2 separate regions of the Mus musculus genome follow, and region 1 is linked to region 2. Evidence: chromatin contacts called from public Hi-C data. All regions are on one chromosome and are shown on one strand. Each heading gives the region's core, a stretch centred on a gene start, on an enhancer-like site or on the middle of the called end of the contact. The rest is flanking DNA. Distances are from core to core; before and after follow the strand shown. Region 1 overlaps Slc4a8 (solute carrier family 4 (anion exchanger), member 8). Region 2 holds the start of Cela1 (chymotrypsin-like elastase family, member 1).

The links. Hi-C and Micro-C count contacts between places; a contact is called where the count stands out from the background.
Region 1: a contact with region 2 is called in a Hi-C map of the N1E-115 cell line, with 2.7 times the contacts expected there. The contact joins the enhancer-like site here to the promoter of Cela1 in region 2. A contact is called at or near these places in 4 of 39 promoter capture datasets (3T3-L1-derived adipocytes, fetal liver, macrophages and 1 more), 1 of 484 Hi-C or Micro-C datasets (the N1E-115 cell line), 2 of 115 datasets of contacts at active chromatin or transcription factors (the HPC-7 cell line and thymic regulatory T cells) and 3 of 9 other capture datasets (adipose tissue, liver and pancreatic islet).

The regions. Positions count from the first base shown.
Region 1 is chr15:100,774,992-100,777,998 of GRCm38.p6, forward strand. The region is part of intron 2 of Slc4a8 (solute carrier family 4 (anion exchanger), member 8); the gene reads left to right. Among named protein-coding and RNA genes, the nearest start is that of Gm52175, 11 kb to the left of the region's middle. Within about 2 kb of position 1,635, at least 27 of the 459 cell types and tissues checked have an H3K27ac peak or open chromatin away from gene starts, as enhancers often do. A contact at or near this core is called in the N1E-115 cell line, where this site is marked.
Region 2 is chr15:100,686,521-100,689,553 of GRCm38.p6, forward strand. It overlaps Cela1 (chymotrypsin-like elastase family, member 1), which reads right to left and starts at 1,400. Exons shown (of 8, transcript NM_033612.2): 1 at 1,334-1,400; 2 at 605-687. The coding sequence starts at 1,373.

The DNA.
Region 1 (3,007 bases), core at 385-2,884, 89 kb after region 2:
CTGAAGTTTTTTTGTTTTGTTTTTTTATAACCTCATGGAGATGTAAAGTATCAACACATATTCAAAAGCAAATAAACTATCAGTCGTTTAAAAGGCCAGTTTGGCTGTGATTTACTACTCGCTCTTCTGTTCTAACTATGCCCATTTCTACCTGATTAAAAAAAAAAAATCTAAGCAAGCAAATGGAACACAGAAATAGACAAGAAAAGGCTCTGTGAGAGTTCACAGTAAACGCTATATAAAACCCTAGTGAGATGGAAGTGGGAGGGGCCACCCTTGTTCCCTGGCTGACCCCAGCTTTTCCTTGGACTGTTATATGGTGTCCTGTGTTCCTTTATCCTGGGGGCAGGGCGGGAGGGGCTGGCTGGATTCCTAATCACGGCTCCTCATTAGTGGTGGCATTCCTTATCCTGGAGGAAGGTTTGTGTCCGGAGCAGCTTTAATAAGGAGCCAGGTCCATCTCTGAGTGTGAGAGAGGCCACTGCGCTTCCCCTGCGCGCTCCCTGACTGCTATGGTTCAGCTTCCGATGCTCAGACAGCTTGCGATGGTGTGTTCTCTCTGAGCTGCCTGTTCCCGCTGTGGGCTTTGCATCAAACTGGTCCAGGCCCCAGAGAAAACTCAGCCTTTGGATGGGGAACAGAGGAAAACTGGGGGGACTGACTCGGCCTCTGGGTCGTTTCCCTGAGAATGTGTGTGGGTGGCGGGTAGCGGGTGGGGGGTGGCACTACATGGAGTAAGGCCTCTCTGAGTCAGGCACTTCATACCAACTCTCCTTTTTCCTCTGTAGTCTGTTAATGTCACCCGGCAAGAAGATCACTACCACAATTTTGAGGCAAACTTGAAGCAAGCTTTATTAAGTACTGGCCAGAACAGTGGTCACCGACCAGTCCCACACCCAGATTCTCAGAGTCTGGCATTGGAGTGCATTAGCCAGGGCTTTAAAAAGGCAAAGCCCACAAGGCTGCGTATCTCCCGCCTGCATCCAATCAGGGGCAGGCATAGTTCTTCCTGCCTGAGTACCTCCTGCCTACATGCGATCAAGCACATCTGGTGTAGTTGGGACACCCAAGCTTGTTTACAGAAGCAAGCAAATGCATGACTTGTTATCATACATGAACAGCAGTCCCCAGCACTCAAGGAAATTGTCTGTTTTTGTGCTATAGCAGGTTAGAGGGTTTGTTTTATAGCTCTCTTAAGCACAGTTATTTAAACATAAGCCCTAACTCCAGCCCTCACAGTACCTCAGGCATGTGCTGCTGTGTTATCCTCTGTGAGCTGTGGGAACTGATTGGGTGGCAGGGGAGACTCATGGAATCCTCTCTCCTCAGTCTGCCATGGAGCAAAGCCGGCAGAGCTAACCTCACCGCCCTGCCGCATCATATAGACATACTCTGTGACGCACCCCAGAGTGTATTGCTAGCAGCTCCGCCATCCTCTGGCTGTTTCCCTGTAGACCTTAGTCCTCCACTGAGAAGGGAACATGTGTGAGTATTTTCTGTGTCCTTGGGAATAGCATAACAAACTCCCACAAGCTGTCTTGGATTTTGAAGGCCAGGTCTCACCCATCAAGGTCAGCTGCGGAGCTGTTGGGAGCAGCATCCCCAGATGGCAGCATCCCCAGATGACATCACCCCTTTCTGGTTCATGCTCTCCTCTGCTGAGAAGAAAGCTGGAGGATGACACACTGTGGAGGGCACTGTGTGGGAAGTGGCCTTTTGGGACCAGATCCTTTCGAAAACTTGAATCTCTCCTGTTAGCGCTTAAACTGTAGACTACATGCAAGTGGGGTCCCAGTCCTGAAATGTCAGAGCCAGAGAAGAGGAGAGGGACAGGAATTTTCTGAGGGTTGGGTATGCTATGGGTCCCACCTAGACTCCCATGGAGGTGAGACTGCATGCAGGGTGGTGGCATCACCTAAAGGCACACAGAGAAAAATGAAAAAACCAGCCTAGCTTTAGTAGAGGATGCCATAAACTGCTCTGGGGCACATGCCATCTCTGGGGATTCTGGGGCTGCCGAGAAACCCCACGTCTTCTTTGCCCTTTGTTTTGCATACCTACCCATGTTCCCGTATACCATTCTCAGAGCCATTGTGACAGTAAACACGGGTCCTTTTGAGTGAGCTGATTCTGTCAGTAAGAGTTACTGTCGAGAGCAAATGTGAACAGAGCTTTCCCGAGATGACTCAGAACAGCAGTGCGCGGTGCGTCTCGGGGTGGGGTCTCTCGCCCCCTGTATGAGAGGAATGGCTCTTGTGTGTGTGAGAGGAATGGCTTCTCCCATTTTTCCTGGCAGACCATTACTCCCGATTAAGTGCTAGATTTATGATTCTTGACGTCAGCTTAATGCGTTCTAATACACTCTTAACAAAGGCAAGACCCGCTTGGCCGTATTTAAAACTTTAGAGGCTTGTGTGTGTTCCACGTGTAAGACTTCCCCTGTGCCAACTGACTTGGAGTCACCCTGTAAGCCCTGGGGAGCAGAGCATCCGTTAGTGCTCACTAACGAGCTGCGAGCTGCGAGCTGCGTGTGAGTGCTGGGTAAACAGTGCACAGGGCGGCGCGCTCCACAGGCCCCTCTCTCTGTGGATGACTCATGCCTGAGATTTCTCTTCTGCTCCAAAGATCCAGTGTCTCATTCATGGCTGCTCGTGTGTGTGTGTGTGTGTGTGTGTGTGTGTGTGTGTGTACATTCTACATTCTTAATTTTAAAAACATCAACATCTTTCTTACAAATGTCACTGAACCAGGTGCTTTATTAGCGCGCTGCCGGCCTCAGTAGACTCAGTAGGCTCTGGCTGACTGAGGAAAGGAACGAGAGGCTGGATAAGAAGGAGGGGTGGTGGCTGAGCTGCTGGGCTGGGCTGGGCAGTGGGTGCCTGCTTGGTTGGATGACTAGTGAGGTGATCATAGAGTTAGGTTGGTGGGGTCACCAGACTGACAGAATCCAGCTAGCGGCTTGGGTTTTATTTCCCAGTGTCTGTTTGCCGTCTGTTCTGCTAATTTT
Region 2 (3,033 bases), core at 150-2,649:
AAAAGCCTGGATGCTGTGGAAAGCATCTGGGGTTCCCAGCACTCTCTGGTGAGGCGGGAGGTGCAGACCGGAGAGTGACCCAGAAGCTTGGGGAGTTCAGTGAGGCGGGTGAGGGGTTGGCACCAGCATGGTATGCAGCATACAGCGGAGCGGCAGAAACATGAAAGGCCACGCCACAAACATGGTGGAAGGTTAGCAACCTTCTGTGCTGTGGCAGTCTGGCACTTTGTCTGTGTCTCTGTGTCTCTGTGTCTCTCTCTGTGTGTGTCTCTCTCTCTCTCTATCTCTCTCTCTCTGTCTCTCTCTCTCTCTCTCTCTCTCTCTCTCTCTCTCTCTCTCTCTCTCACACACACACACACACACACACACACGTTTGAGAGTCTATGACCACAAGACTGGTATATAAATTCATCCCCCGCCCCCAATCATTTTGTATTTAGACTCCCACCTCAGTCTTGTTCCACACATGGTTAAAATCTAGAATTAGACAGCAAGTGAGCTGCCTGCTGGTAAAAACACATATACACCTAAAATACATTTTTGGGGGTGTGTGATGCACAGCATCTTTTGTTTGGGTAAAAGCCTGGGCTAGAGCAACACCCACCTGAGACGGCCAAGAGTTCCTCCGGGCTTCAGCCCCTCCAACCACGCGGGCGTCAGTTTCCGGAACGTCCTCGGTACTGTGTCCTTTGTGGGGCAGAGAGCGAGTGATGACTAAGCGTGGGTCTGGCCGGGTGGGGGGTGGGGCGAGGCAGCTACACTGTGAAGACTGTTAGCTTTGTCTGCAGATTTACTGCTCTCCCCCAAAACACTGAGGGGCCAGTTCTGAGTCATCTGTGCCCCTTTTGCTTCTTTTGAAAACAGTGCCTCAGAGTGCTTTCTTTTCCTCTGGGGTGTCTGAAGTGTCTGGGGTGTCATTTTCCCTTGCCATGAAAGTCCTGCCCAAACCACTAAGCTAGGGTCCACTGGTGCCTAGGCTCACCCCCACTCAAGGCCACCGCTCAGCTGAAGGAAACCCCTCCCGGGCTTCAGGAGGATTCTCCAGGAGCAGTGTGCATCCAATCAAGCAGTGTCTGGGCATCTTGCAGCCAAGAGGGCTGGTGGGGAACTCCCAAGGGGCTCCTTCTCTGCCTCTTGACTCAACCTCCTGCAAGGCCAGGCAGTGCGCCTCAGCGCCTGTCCTTTGCTCAAGGAGAGTAAGGCTTTTGCTAGGCTGACAGACACAGCTTTCTGCCTTCCTCTGAGATAGAAAGCCAGCCAGGGCGTAGAGACTTTATGATCCTCCCTGCTCAAGTCCACCTCCCTCAGAACTTGGGCCAAATGATCCACTTACCACACAGGACCAGGGAAGCAAACACCAGGAAGCGCAACATGTTGTGGAGAGAGTAGACCACTGTCCCCTTGCCATGAACCGAGCCCTCTTTATACGCCTCTTATCAGCAGCTTTGCTGACCTTCCTCCTGCCAGCTGGGCAGGGCCATGGGTAGAAGGCAGGGAAAAGCGCAGGTGACATGAAAGTACAAATGAACAAAATTTTAAGTCAACTCATTTATCTGATATTCAAAGACAGAACAAGGACGGCATCCACTTAACCCAAGTCAACTGAGTTGACCTCAGTTGAGACGCAGCCTGCAAATCCTTAGCGGGCTTTCGAGATGGCTGAGAGGGTGAAGCCGTTTGCCACCAAGCTGACCACCTACGTTCAATCCTCGCAACTCACATGGTGGAAGAGTGGATGGATTCCTGCGAGTTGTCCCCTGCTTGCCACACGCATGCCCTCATGCACACATGGACACACCACAAACACATAGATAGGTAAACACAATAATAAAAAATTCAAAATGGGACTGGAGAGATGGCTCAGAGGTTAAGAGCACTGACTGCTTGCTCTTCCAGAGGTCCTGAGTTCAATTCCCAGCAACCACATGGTGGCTCACAACCATCTGTAATGGGATCTGATGCCCTCTTCTGGTGCATCTGAAGTCAGCTACAGTGTACTTACATAAAATAAATAAATCTTTTTTTTTTTTTTTTAATTCAAGATGAAGAATGAGGATTGCTTTTTTTGGTCATATGTGCCCCGTGTTGTCCGAATCTCTCCCATCACCCACCACTGTCCCACTGTCCACTGTGGCACTATACATACAGAGACCTGTCCTGTGCACGTAGGGATTGGGGTTTGGGGAGCAGGTGAGGCATGGCACCTTCTCTATGTCCAAAGAGGGAGATGGGTTTGTCCACAGCACAGAGATGTAGGCTGAAACCCAGGAACAGAGCGAAGATGATGCTATGAAGAGGAAACAGGTCTGGAAAGGTTCCAGAGGGAAGCTACTCTCAGGGCAAGAGCATGTGAGCAGGAGGGCTGAGAGCACAGCAGGGGAAGGACCAGCAGAAGAAGGAGGTCAGAGGGTGGTATGCCCCAGAGAGTATAGAGGGCCATGAGCGGGGCACAAGATGGCCGGCCTCAGAGCAGAGGACTGTGGGAACAGTAGCTCAGAAGCTGCCAGGCTTCCCCGGGACCCTAGTTACCTTTGAACCGGAGTCCAGGTTTTGGGGCTGCAGGGTTGGGAGAGGCTGGGGAAAAGGCTTATAGGAAATCTGTCCCCTGAGCCTTCAGGAGAGTCAATGCCCAGGTAACTTGAGTGGCTCCATCTGCAGCTCACCTTCAAGCATCCAGAAACAGAGGTGATCTCAGGGAGAGGGATGAGCTGGCTGGGGAAACCAGGCCTCCTCATCCTCATCCTCCTCGTCCTCCTCGTCCTCCTCATCCTCCTTCTTGTCTTCCTTCTCCTCCTCCTCCTCTTCCTTCTCCCCCCCTCCTCCCTTCTTGCCTCTCTGGAGACTGGCAGGCAGTTGCTGGTCCAGGATACAGTGTTCAAGGAGCAGCGTGAGAGCTTCTTGACATGTATAGCCAGGCATCACAGACTCCAGTGTCCCCCTCAGCCTTTAAGGGCAGGACCAACTCCATATCTGTCTCTGCTCTTGGCCTGGTGCAGAGAAACCCAGTCTGTATGCACTTGAAAACCAACCTCC